Linked DNA regions of Ovis aries: region 2 is linked to region 1. Evidence: chromatin contacts called from public Hi-C data. All regions are on one chromosome and are shown on one strand. The core of a region is the stretch at or near the end of the contact, and the rest is flanking DNA. Distances in the headings are between cores, read along the strand shown.

Evidence for each region. A called contact is a pair of places that touch in the nucleus more often than the background predicts.
Region 2: a Hi-C map of liver shows a contact between it and region 1, with 2.1 times the contacts expected there. The contact joins two enhancer-like sites. A contact is called at or near these places in 7 of 16 Hi-C or Micro-C datasets (hypothalamus, liver, mixed tissues and 3 more).

The regions. Positions count from the first base shown.
Region 1 is chr11:33,951,354-33,957,008 of ARS-UI_Ramb_v3.0, reverse strand. GRAP (GRB2 related adaptor protein) reads right to left here. Exons shown (of 4, transcript XM_060394842.1): 2 at 5,269-5,366; 3 at 666-788. Among named protein-coding and RNA genes, the nearest start is that of GRAP, 8.6 kb to the right of the region's middle. Within about 2 kb of position 3,513, at least 6 of the 54 cell types and tissues checked have an H3K27ac peak or open chromatin away from gene starts, as enhancers often do. A contact at or near this core is called in liver, where this site is marked.
Region 2 is chr11:33,997,629-34,003,283 of ARS-UI_Ramb_v3.0, reverse strand. All of the region lies in intron 9 of SLC5A10 (solute carrier family 5 member 10), which reads left to right. FAM83G (family with sequence similarity 83 member G) reads right to left here. Exons shown (of 6, transcript XM_027974812.2): 4 at 399-523. Among named protein-coding and RNA genes, the nearest start is that of FAM83G, 18 kb to the right of the region's middle. Within about 2 kb of position 2,418, at least 14 of the 54 cell types and tissues checked have an H3K27ac peak or open chromatin away from gene starts, as enhancers often do. A contact at or near this core is called in liver, where this site is marked.

The sequences.
Region 1 (5,655 bases), core at 2,264-4,763:
AATTGCTGCTCCCACATCCCCCTGTTTCAGGTGCAGAAGAGGCAGGACAGAGACAAGCAGGGCCCGACCCCCTCCCCGGTTCCTGCCCCTCCTTCCACCTGGACTCCTTATTGCCCCATTGTGACTTCTGGTTTCAGGTTCTGCTCTGCCCAGAGGCTGCTACCCTGCTTCAGTGGCAGCCACTGTTCTAACGGCTCTCGATAGAATGACTCATTTGCTCCTCGCAATAACTCATTTTACACGTGAGGAAACAGGTACAGAGAGGTTAAGTGACATGCCCAAAGTCACACAGACAGGAAACGGCTGAGCTGGAACGTGAACCTAAGCGCTCTGGCCCCAGGGTCCATCCTCTTGACTGCGTAGCACAAGGGGGACCCTGTTCAGAGCACACCCTGGACACCTACCCTGGGGGGCCTGCTGCTCTCCCCCTGCAGCCTTGTCATATCAGCTTCCCCTGGTGACTTGCTGCTCATGGAAAAATGGCTGACACTTTGGCCTGGCATGGGAGGACTCCCAGTCAGCCTCCAATCCTCACTGCCCAGGGCCACTCCCTGCAGTCACCTCACACCCAGACGATCATTTGCTTCCAGGGGTCTGTCGTTCCCTCCCCGCTCCAAGGGCCTGTCCTTGCCCACCCTCCTCCGCGTATTCGGGTCAGAACTCACTTCACAGAGACAGAGAACTCCCCTGGGGAGCTCTCGCTCTCCCGGATCAGGAAGGCTCCTGGGTGGTTTCGCTTCCTCAGAATCTCTTCCGCCAGCTGCCGGGAGATCCGGCCCGAGTACCACCTGCAGAGAGGGCAACGTGAGGGCAGGGGCCGGCCACCCTGCCCAGTGCCGGGCACCCATCACAGCCAGGTCCTCCCAGCAGTCCTGGACACAGGAGGTGCGACTGCACCCACTTTACAGACTATCAACCTAAGGCCCGGAGAGGCAGAAGTCATGTACCCAAGGTCACAGATGGTGGCAGACAGGAGCTGTACTTAGTCCCAGCATTCTGCCTCCCGAGCACAAACCTTTGCCAACACACCAAACAAACACACGGGGCTTCCCAGGTGGCGCTAGTAGTAAAGAACCCACCTGCCAATGCTGGAGACGCAAGAGTCTCGGGTTCGATCCCTGGGTTGGGAAGATCCCCTGGAGGAGGGCATGGCAACCCACTCCAGTATTCTCACCTGGAGAATCCCAGGGCTTAGCAAGCTACAGTTCACGGGGTCACAAAGAGTCAGACACAACTGAGTGACTTAACATGAGCACAGACTCAGGCAAACACACACCTCAGTGAACTCTGACCCAGCCACCCTGACCTGGGCTTTTACATTTCCTATTGTAGGTTCTTAAAAGTGAAAAAATATTTTAAAGATGACCAGAGAGAAACGGGTTTCCCTGGTGGCTCAGATGGTAAAGAATCTGCCTATAATGCAAGAGACCCAGGTTCAGTCCCTGGGTAGGAAAGATTCTCTGGAGAAGGAAATGGCAAACCACTCCAGTATTCTTGGTCTGGAGAATTCCATGGACAGAGACAGCCTAGTTGGCTACAATCTGTGGGATTGTGAACAGTCAAACACAATTTATTTTGTCTTTTTTTCAGTCAGACACAATTTCGCGAGTAAACCACCACCAAAGAGAAATATTGCTCTGGCGAGGAAGAGTCTCTCCCTGTACCCATTTCACAGATGCACAGACTGAGGCCACTTGGACTTTTCCTCACAGGTTCAAGTCCCTCTTCCTTCTGACCAAACAGAACTGGGTATATAGAAGGTTCCTTGTAAATGCACCAGGCAGTCTGGCAGAGTCTGGCTCTTTGGGAATCACCTACCCTCAGAGGGCCCAGGTGATCTCCAGCTGGCTTCTCAGCCCCAGGGTTTTAGTCCACTCTTGATGTTCACATGGGGAAACCAAAGCCCAGTGTGGCCGGAATCTCACCGTGAGACCTTGGCGCCCCGAGGCCGCCAAGCCTCCCTTCCCTGAGCCGTTTCCCTTCTCCCCTTCCTGAGTCTGAGCGCCAGGGCGGATACGAGGCGGGAATTTCCTGTCATGTCAGGATTTGACAGAGAGCTCTGCAAGCCCAGCACAGGGGCTCAGGTGCAGGCAGACAGGGTCCTGCCTGTAGCCCTACCTGCCCCTCCCCTGCCTGCCATGTGTGAGTGCTGACAGCTCCTCCGAGGGCTTTTTACTGATGTGCCCGGCCTGTGTGTGGGCAGGTTGGGCCCCCAATGTCTCAGGTGGTGACCGAGGGGAGCAGGACAGGCACCTTGCTCAGCTCATGGCGTTGGCACCCTGGTTCCAACCAGAAGGAGCAGTTTCAAGTCTCCTCCCCACTTTCCACCCCAAAATAAAATCCTGGTCCTGACATTGTGTTCTAGATGCCACTCCTGGGAGCCCATACCCCAAAAGTGAGCTTCTAGCCCACAACTGCCCCCATGCTAGGGGGTGAGGAGGCCTGGGCCCATCTCATGGTGGGTTTTTCTGGAGTGGAGGCGGTGGAAGTGGCGGCCAAGGGTGGGGCTCCAGGCTGCCTCTTAGAGCTCAGCCTGGGTCTCTGGGAGTCCCGGAGGAACCTCCAGGCTGGAGGCTGAGCTGGGACGTGGAGGGCCCGGGGCTTGGGGGTGCCCGGAACGGAGCTCCTCCGGGAAGCCCCCAGCAGGAACAGGTGTAGGTGCTGCCACGGGGGAGCAGGGGTCCAGTGGGGCCCCATGTGGGCGTTTCCCGACCCCGGTGTCTCTGAAGAACCCACAAAACCCCACAGGAGGCGTCTGTGTGTGGGCGGCCGTCACCCTCAAAGGCTTTTGCAACCGCAGTCTTGAGGAGGCTGCCCAGCCCCCTCCTGGTCCTCAGTGGCTCAAAGGACAGGATGGGAGAAACCAGCCTCCCCATCCTGACACCCCCAGAACCCACCTCACTCCTCACTTAGCCCCCATTTTACTGATGTGGAAACTGAGGCCCAAGAAGGAGCAGAGGTCCTCTCCCAAGATTTGCCCGGCAAATTTCCCCAACTTCGTCCTGGTGGGCATAGCCCAGGCCCACAGTACCTGAGGCAAACCTCCCTCCGTCTCTGACCCTGGACAGGCCACTCGTCTCTGTGCCACCATCTCCTGGCCCACAAGACACTGACGAGAGCACCCAGCTCGCAGGGCCATTGGGAGGACGAGGGCACCGCCACCTGCAGGGGTTTACCGCCACTGCTCCGACCTTCACCCATGCGGACCCCACCTCCCCCACCGTTAGCTGGTCTGCCCACACTCCTGGCAAACTTCTACTCTACCTCCCCGGCCCAGCAGACCATGCACTCCTAGACCCCCACACAACGGGGTCAGACCCTCGATGGACCCTGCCTGCGATGCCCAGAGGCCCTGGGAGTAGATGGCCTCCATCACACCTGCCCCAGGCTCCCTGGGCTGCAGGGTGGTGGTGGTGATCAGGGCCCCCCCCCGAGAACCCTGCCCTGCCACGTCCTGCACTGGAGCCCCAGGGGCTGAGTCAGTAGCTGGCTGGACTTTCCCCACTGCTATTTCAGAGCCAGGGCAAGGGTGAAGTTAGCCCAGAACGCACCTGGACCTGGCCTCAGTCAGGTGGGGGAAATGCCCTTGGTCCCTGATCTGTCCCAGGGACCCCAGGGCCATCAGACATGGAACCTTCCACGGCTGCTACCCACCCTGCTGGAGACTGGCTTCAACCACCATATTGCGCCAAAGGGCATGGCCCTGAAATCCATCAGCTTTTCTTTCCTTCTGAGTAAACCAAAGCCTCTACTTGGGTTTCTCAGTGGCCTCCAACCTCCTAGGCTCGCAGCCTTCGCTGGGCCACAGCCTCCACCTGGAGGCTCCCACTTCCACTGTGCCTTTCACTGACCTGGCACTGGCTGGTGGCCCTGGCAGGTTCTCTCCATCTGTCTCCCTTTAAGGAAATCAAGGTCACACAGCCCAGAGACCTTGCAGGCCTGGAGTCCAGGCTATAGGATCTGTCGTGGGGTGGGAGTGCTTGGAGCCCAGACAGGGGAGCTAGGTGGGTAGAGGCCTTGCCCAACACAGGAAGCCGGAGGTGGTGGCAGCTTTGGAAAGAACTCAAAGACAGATAAAGAGGAAACAGCCTCCAGGCCCCACCCTGGCCCTGCACCTTGCTCTCCTTTCACCCCACAACCACACACATGTCACACCTCCCAGCCTGCCCCCTCTAGCCTTCCCAGCCCTGTCACCTGCCTCCGCATCAGGACCCCCATCCACGCTGAAACCCATCCGTGGCTCCTCCCACCCTCCACCCAGGCTCTGAGGCCCCGCTGGCAGGCCCACAGCCAGGGGTTCTTATTGCCCCTCTCCCAGGAATGCCCTTTTCTGACTCTACGCAGCTAACTCCTACACACATCCTTCAAAACCTCAGTTTGTCACCTCTTCCGAGAAGGCCTCCCTGGTTAGTTATCTCAGTGCTGACTGCCTTCTCTTGTCATTCTTTCTTTACCTCCTGTCTCTCCCTGGGACATGGGTGCTCTGACCCGAGCATCTCAACACGTGTCTCCAGCATCACCCGGGCTGGGTCCCTGGGGCCATAGCCAGTGTTTGGTGAATGACTGTGTCTCAAGGCTACTTCAGCCTTCACTCCACGCATATCCACTTGGTTTTTCACAGATTCTTGACCACTTAGACCTGTCCCGGGGCTGAGACTAGGGCATTCAACGTTGAAGGCCTGACCAGGGACTTCCCTGGGCCAGCAGTTCCCAGGCCTGGGATTGCCTGGGCCCCACACCTGACTCCTGCTCTGCCCTGTCCCAGCTCTACCTGGCCAGTGTCCAGCTCCCCCCACTCCCCTGCTCCAGTGGCAGGGCCCTCAGGGCTGCCTCTTTCCTGCCCCTCTCCTTCCTGGCCCCTCACTCCCACCCCCGCACAGGCTCCTAGGACCCCCCACGAGTGGAGCCTTGGCCCTCCTTGGACTGCAGACAGAGAAACAAGATCAGAGAGAGCCAGGGCCTGCCTGAGGCCACGCCGCAGCCGGTGGGCCCACCGTTGAGTGCCCAGGCCCCGTCTTCTCCAGGGCCCAGTTGCTCTCTGGTGTCCCAGGTCCTCGGTGTTGTGGCCTGGACTGGCCCAGACTACCACCACTTGGGACAAGTCATCACACCTCTGTCCCCCATTTCTGCTCAGGGTACAGACAGGGGGCTCCAGACTGATGGAGGGAGGCTGAGGTGAGGCCTTGCAGGTCACTCTGTCTGGGCCAGGCTGGGAGGGGACATTTGGCAGCGGGGCAGGGGGCCTGTGGATGTGGGGGAGCTACTCACGGGTGGGGCTTGACGCGGATGTAGTTCTTAGGGACAAACCCCTCGGCGCCCCGCAGCTCGGCCTTGTACCAATTCTGGTCATCCTCCATGTTCAGGATCTGTGGGCAGGAGAGACATGGCTCCTGGTCACCCAGGAGTGTTGGCTTCCCTTGCTGAGGGGCCCCCTTCCCAGCCCCAGGGCCCGCTTCCCAGAGGAAGGCGAGGTCACTGGCCCCACCCAGTGTGATTCCATGATCTTCCCTGCCCCATTTTTTTGGAGGGGGGCCTGCCCACAGGTCATAGAGGAGGATTTGGTTTGTGAGCTGAGCTCGGGGGGCTGGAGCTGGATATCCAAGTGCTGCCACCCAGACCCCCAGCACCCCGTGGGGTTAGGGCAGACCCCGCAGC
Region 2 (5,655 bases), core at 1,169-3,668, 47 kb before region 1:
CCACCATCAGTATCTGCTCGCCCACCTTGTGTGGCTGTGGGCACCTCCCAGCTCCCTGTCCCTGCTTGATGGACCCAGTAGAGCTGGGCCCCGCCAGCCTCATTCTGCCCCCACCCTTGAGAATTTCTTAGAGTGACCGCCCTGTGAGCCTGGCCCACACTCCACCTCCGGGCTGCTGACACCTTGAGGCTGGAACAACAGTCTGGCGGAGGAAAGTGTCATTCTGCCTGCTTCTGAGACGGCCAGGCAGTGTGCGGGCGGGCCCAGTGCCACTCACACCTCAGCAGTTTGGGGACCAGTGAACCAGAATAACCGGGGTGTCACAGGCAGGATTAAGGGCAGAAACCAGCTGGGAACCGGAGCCGCCTCTCCCCCAGCCCCCAGAAAGCCAGAGTCACCTGTAAGAGCCACAGATGGCCCGGTCGCCATCCACGAACATGAACTTCTGGGCCAGGGCACCCTTGAACTTGGTGGCCGACCGCGTGAAGAACTCGGTTCCTCCACTGCTCCGCACCCTGAGATTCTGGGTTGGAGACAGGAGACGGAATTACACCACCCAGCACTGAGCACCCTACCTGGGCCTGGGGAGGGATCCAGGCGAGCGTGGACAGGAAGGATAAGACAGAGGGAGGGCCTAAAGAAAGGGGTAGTGCATGTGTGGGTCCTGGCCAAGTGGGTAGGGGAGGTGGGTCCAGCCTGGGGAATGCTACTGCAGGTCTCCAGCAGGAGGGGGAGGTGGACACGTTTCAGGAAGGTCCAGCGGGTGGCTGGGGGCTGTGTAGTGGGGTATGGGGCTGCCCTGAGGGACCTGGGTCCTGCACTCAGGCAGATCTGTGGCCTTCCCAGCATGGGTGACCGCTGTGCCCACCCCCGCACCCCACCCCCATCTCCCTGTCACCACGGTGTCCCTGTTCCTTGAGCCCTGGAGGCAAGGATACTGGCAACCTCCCCCTCTTCCCACAGAGCCAACCCCCTGCCTGGTTCCCAGGGTGGTTCAGGAAATGGCCATACCCCTCCTTGCTGGGCTGGCACAGTCAGCTCAGGAGCCGGCCAGAGAGGTCCCAAGAGACCACAGAAGGGGAGCCAAGACCCAGAGGGAGTAGAGGGTCACCCAGGCGTCAGAGGCAGACCTGGTCCAGCCCAGCCCCGTGTCAAGGCTAGATTCCTCCTGCCTTTCTCTGGGCGTCAGAGCCCTCCCTCTCTGCAAGTCTGTGGATATGCCGGGATCTGGGGACAGGCTCCCCTCCCATCAGGAGAGCTTCCTGTTTGGAGGGGAGAGCAGGCATGAAAGCCCAGTGGTGGGGAGACCCCAGGGTGGGCAGGGCAGGCCTGGCTGAGACCTGGGGGTTGAAAGGACAACTGAGGGCACCCTGACGTGAAACCTCAGGGCAAGAGGCAGACGGGCTCAGGGGGTGCAAGCATCGCCCAGCTCGCGACTGTCCCAGCTCCCACTCTGGAGGGCTGAGCTCAGGAACTCCATTTTTAACACAAGCCCCAGGGAATCTGAGCCTGAAATCCTCTGCGTGCCCCAGTGACTAGCTTCTTACTCCCTCCGGGGGGGCCCTGTTCACACCGGGGGTGCTGGCCTGTCACACCTTCTGCGACACCCCCATCTGTTGCCCTCGCCCAGTGACAGCTTACTAAGTCATTCACTGATCCCTGCCAAGGTCCCCAGCCCACAAAGGGGTGACCGTGACAACAACCCCGTACTGGAGAGAGGGGAGCAGGTGGATAATGACCCTGGCTGTAGGCAGCCTCCAGGGCAGGCTGGCATCCAGGATGATGTGTGACAGATGAGGACGAGCTAGTCAGGGTGGGCAGAGGGTGAGGCACACCAGACTCAGGACGACAAAGGTCTGACTGAGAGCCGGGAGGGCTCTGGGGGAGAAGGGTGGGCTATGGAGCCTGCAGAGTGGGGCCAGCCAGATGAAAGACCCTATGGGGCAGAAGGGAGCCACAGAGGAATGAGAGTAGGGATCGGGGGGTCCATCCAGGAAGAATGTATGCATTCACAGGGTGCAAAGGCTGACAGTGGCGGGGGCAGGGTTCTGTGCCTGAGGGAGGTGGGCCTGAGTCCGGCTGGACAAAAGAACTGGAGGCTATCTCCACTCCAGCCCTCGGCCCTGGGTACTCCATGTCTGTCCCTTCTGTGACGGGTCGCAGACCCCTCACCTGGGGAGCCCCAGGGTAGGACCTGCAGAGGTTGAGGGGCAGGTTCCGGGGATGCCCACCTGGCCGTGCAGCCCAGCCCAGAAGGCAGATAAACCTCTGCTCCCAGGCTGGCTTCCCCCACTGCTTGTCTGCATACAGCCAGCTCAGCAGGAAGCTGGCCGCGGCCCAGGACAATTAGTGCCCGTGACTTTGCACCAAACACAAAACAGGCTCAGGGACCAGAAGTCTGAACAAAGCTCCTGGAGGCGGTGTGAGGCCTTCCCCTGTCGCCTGTGCCTGACCGCAGCCCTGCTCCACAGCTTCTGTGGGTTCCTGGCCCAGAGCTTGGCACTCTCAGGCCGCAGCTTCTCCTCAGCCTTCAAGGACTGAGGACTTGAAGGACTCCCCTCCCAGCCAGGACTCCCCTCCCACCAGTGTCTGCCCCCACCCTCCCCAAAGCTTGTCCCATGAAGGGCTCAGAAGGTCACCACCTACAGCTCAGAGTGACTCAATCCGTGGGGGAGGCAGGCCTCAGCTTCGCCCGATGCTTTGTATGACTCTAAGTGACTCTGACCCTCTCTGGGCCTTAGTTTCCCTGACTGCATGATGGGGGCCTGGCCTACCACTCCAGGCCTGTCCAGCCCTGGGGCCCAGCAGCAGGCAGGGGCTTGTGGTGGCTCCCCCGCATGGCAGCGCCTGGCTGTTTGGTCCTGGGTGGGGGTGGGTCCGGTCCCATCCAGTGGGGCCGGGCCCAGATGAGGTAACGTCTCAGGAGCTAGGGCTCGGGCGAGCAGAAGTGGAGGATCCACAAAGCCGCATTGTCTCTGAGCCTGGGATGCCCCCAGCAGAGTACACAGCAGGCGGGGGACACAAATGGGTTGCCCTGGCCCTGGGTGATCCCCGGATCCTTGGGAGCCTATTTCCTGATACGTGCGGGGGCAGTGATGGGTCAAAAGAGGAAGATGGCTGGGCAGAGCTTCATCCACCGCCCCAAGGGTGCCACCGCCCCAAGGGTGGATGAACAGGGCAGGGTGTGCTGGGCACGAGGGCTCCACGGAGTCTCCTGTGTACACATGGGGCTGGTGGAAGGCGGGGGAACCAGCCCAGACCCCCCTCTCTGAGCAAGTGGGTCACTCTTGAGCTCTGGTCAAACACAGCCCAAGTCCTGGTGCAAAGGGATGCAAGCTGGCCTCCCCCCGCCTCAGTGTTCTCAGCTGTGAAATGGGCCTGTCCACCCCCTGATGCTGTGAAGATTGAGTGCATAGGGGGAGGGGCTAGGTGCTCAGTGCTGCTCCCTAAACTGGAGGGGACAAGGGGAGCTGTGCCATGCAGTGCAATGGGAGTGGCATCTCCCTTCTCTCTCCCTTCCACTCAGAAAGAAGGAGCAGGAGGGACACAGAGGAGTGGAAAACATCTGGAACGGTGTGGACTCGGGCCCAGGGAGGCAGGGATGCTTGGCCATACACAAGGGTCAGGTGGCTCAGGGAGCAGACTGATTTGCCCAAGGCCTCCCAGAGGACAGGGTCCAGCCCCTAGGGACTGAGGACAGCCTGCACCTGCACCCTGCGGCTTTCACCCTCCAGGCCCTGCTGGCACTTTTTGGGTTGGAGGAGCCATGGGGAGGTCCTGAGACCACCCTGAGCAGGCCTGACGGGTGACAGCAAGTTCAGGCCAGGTTGGGGACAGACAGCTGTGTCCGGGTGCCTTCTTCTAAAGGGTCTGTTTTATGAGGCATGGGGAACCAATACTCCCCCTGGCATCCCCCAGAATAGTGAAGCTGGGATGGGATGCAACCTTGGGGGCAGGGGACAGAGCAGGGGTGGGGTGCTCCTGGCTCCTCCCTGGGGCCAAGCCGATTGGCTTCGTGACATGCTAGGCCAGGCAGTTCTCTGTTGGGGGCTGTCCTGCGATCGCTGAGCAGCATCTCTGGCCGCCACCTGCAAGATGCAGGTATCATAGTGCCCTCCGGGTCACGGCCAGCAAAAAGTGCCCTGAGTCCCTTGCAGAGCCAGGCCAGGGTCTGAGAAAGCAGGTCAGGAGAAGGGGAGGCCCTAGTACCAGGAGAGGGCGGGGACCAGCCTGTCCAGGAGGAGCTGGAATCCGTACACCCTCACCCGGCACCTTCCCATGGCCACCCTGCCTGGGGTTCCTTTGTTCCTCAGAAATGGGTCTAGCCTTCGCCCAGGCGGCTGCTGGTTTTTCCAGTTCAGCTGCACAAAGCCAGCTATCTTTTCCAAGCAGCCAGGCATCTCACAGCTCTGGTGCCATCCTAAGTGGTAACCATGAGCCCTGGCTCCCTGGCCTGGGCACCCCTTAGCACCGAGTCACCCTAGATGTCCCCAGCCCTGGGCATGGGGTCAGAGGCTGGGGTTGTCTTCTCAAGGCCTGTTTCCCATGTGTAGTGTGGGCACTTGTGCCGACGTCCCCTGGGCCTGGGGGAGTCAGGGCCCAGCTGAGCAGGCAGGCGGGGGTCTGGAGACAGCTGGGAGCCTCAGGCTGGGGAGGGGCTGGCGCCAACCCTCCCACCTCCTGGGAGTGGGCTGAGTCCAAGCAATACTGCAGCTGTTTTCAGACTGTGTTGTGTCAGCTCAGGGGTTCAGCTAGGGGGCTGCCCTGAGAGCTAGACGTGAGGGGTCACCAGCCAGACCACAGCTCAGAGGGGCGCAGGGAGCCCTATGGCACTCACACCAGAGCTGGGGCCACGGCTGCCCCAACTGCAGACAGGACGGAAGGAAGTTCAGCACCCAGTGCCCTGCCCCCACAGGCCTACCTAACTCTTCATGGAAGCCCTGCCAAATAAGTGACAATATTCCCAATTTTCAGACCAAAAGGCTGAGGCCCAGAGACCTCAGTGTCTCTGCCCAAGGTTATAGTGCTAGAGGGCAGTGCTGTGGCCCAGGCCTGGCTCCTGGCGTTGCCCTCAGGCTGGTGCCCAGCACGTCCATGGTCGTGCGTATGACCCTAGCAGGGACAACCTGCACCCTGGGTCCCATGACCTGAGGGCAGGTCACTGCAGAGCTGGGCAGGGGCGGCGAGCCCGAGGGCGGGCCCCGGGATTACCGGCAAAGGAAGTGCTCCTGGGACAGGTCTGGGCACAGCCAGCCTGCGGGCAGGGAGGCAGGCTCTCGACAAGGTGACACTTGGCCAGGGCTGGGCCCACAGGAGCCTTTGGCTACCTGCCCGAGCTGGGAGGGGGCAGGCTCAGAGGCGAGAACGAGGCGGCCAGGGTCACACATTCCTTCCAGTGAAAATACCCCGTCGACCCACAGTGTTTAGCTCCAGAGTGTGTCACCCTGTGGACCCGCCACCTTCTGCAGAGCAGGGAGGGGGGAGGGGGCAGGCTGGGCCACGCTCTGGGCTGGAGCCTCACTCCCAGCCTCCTGCCCTCGGCCCAGGGCCCGGGGTTTGTAACTCCTGTTGCTGCCGCAGCCATGTGTTTACCCGTCGCTCAGAGCACCTTCAGAGCCATCATTCATCTGCTTTCACCCTCAAACCACCCAGCGA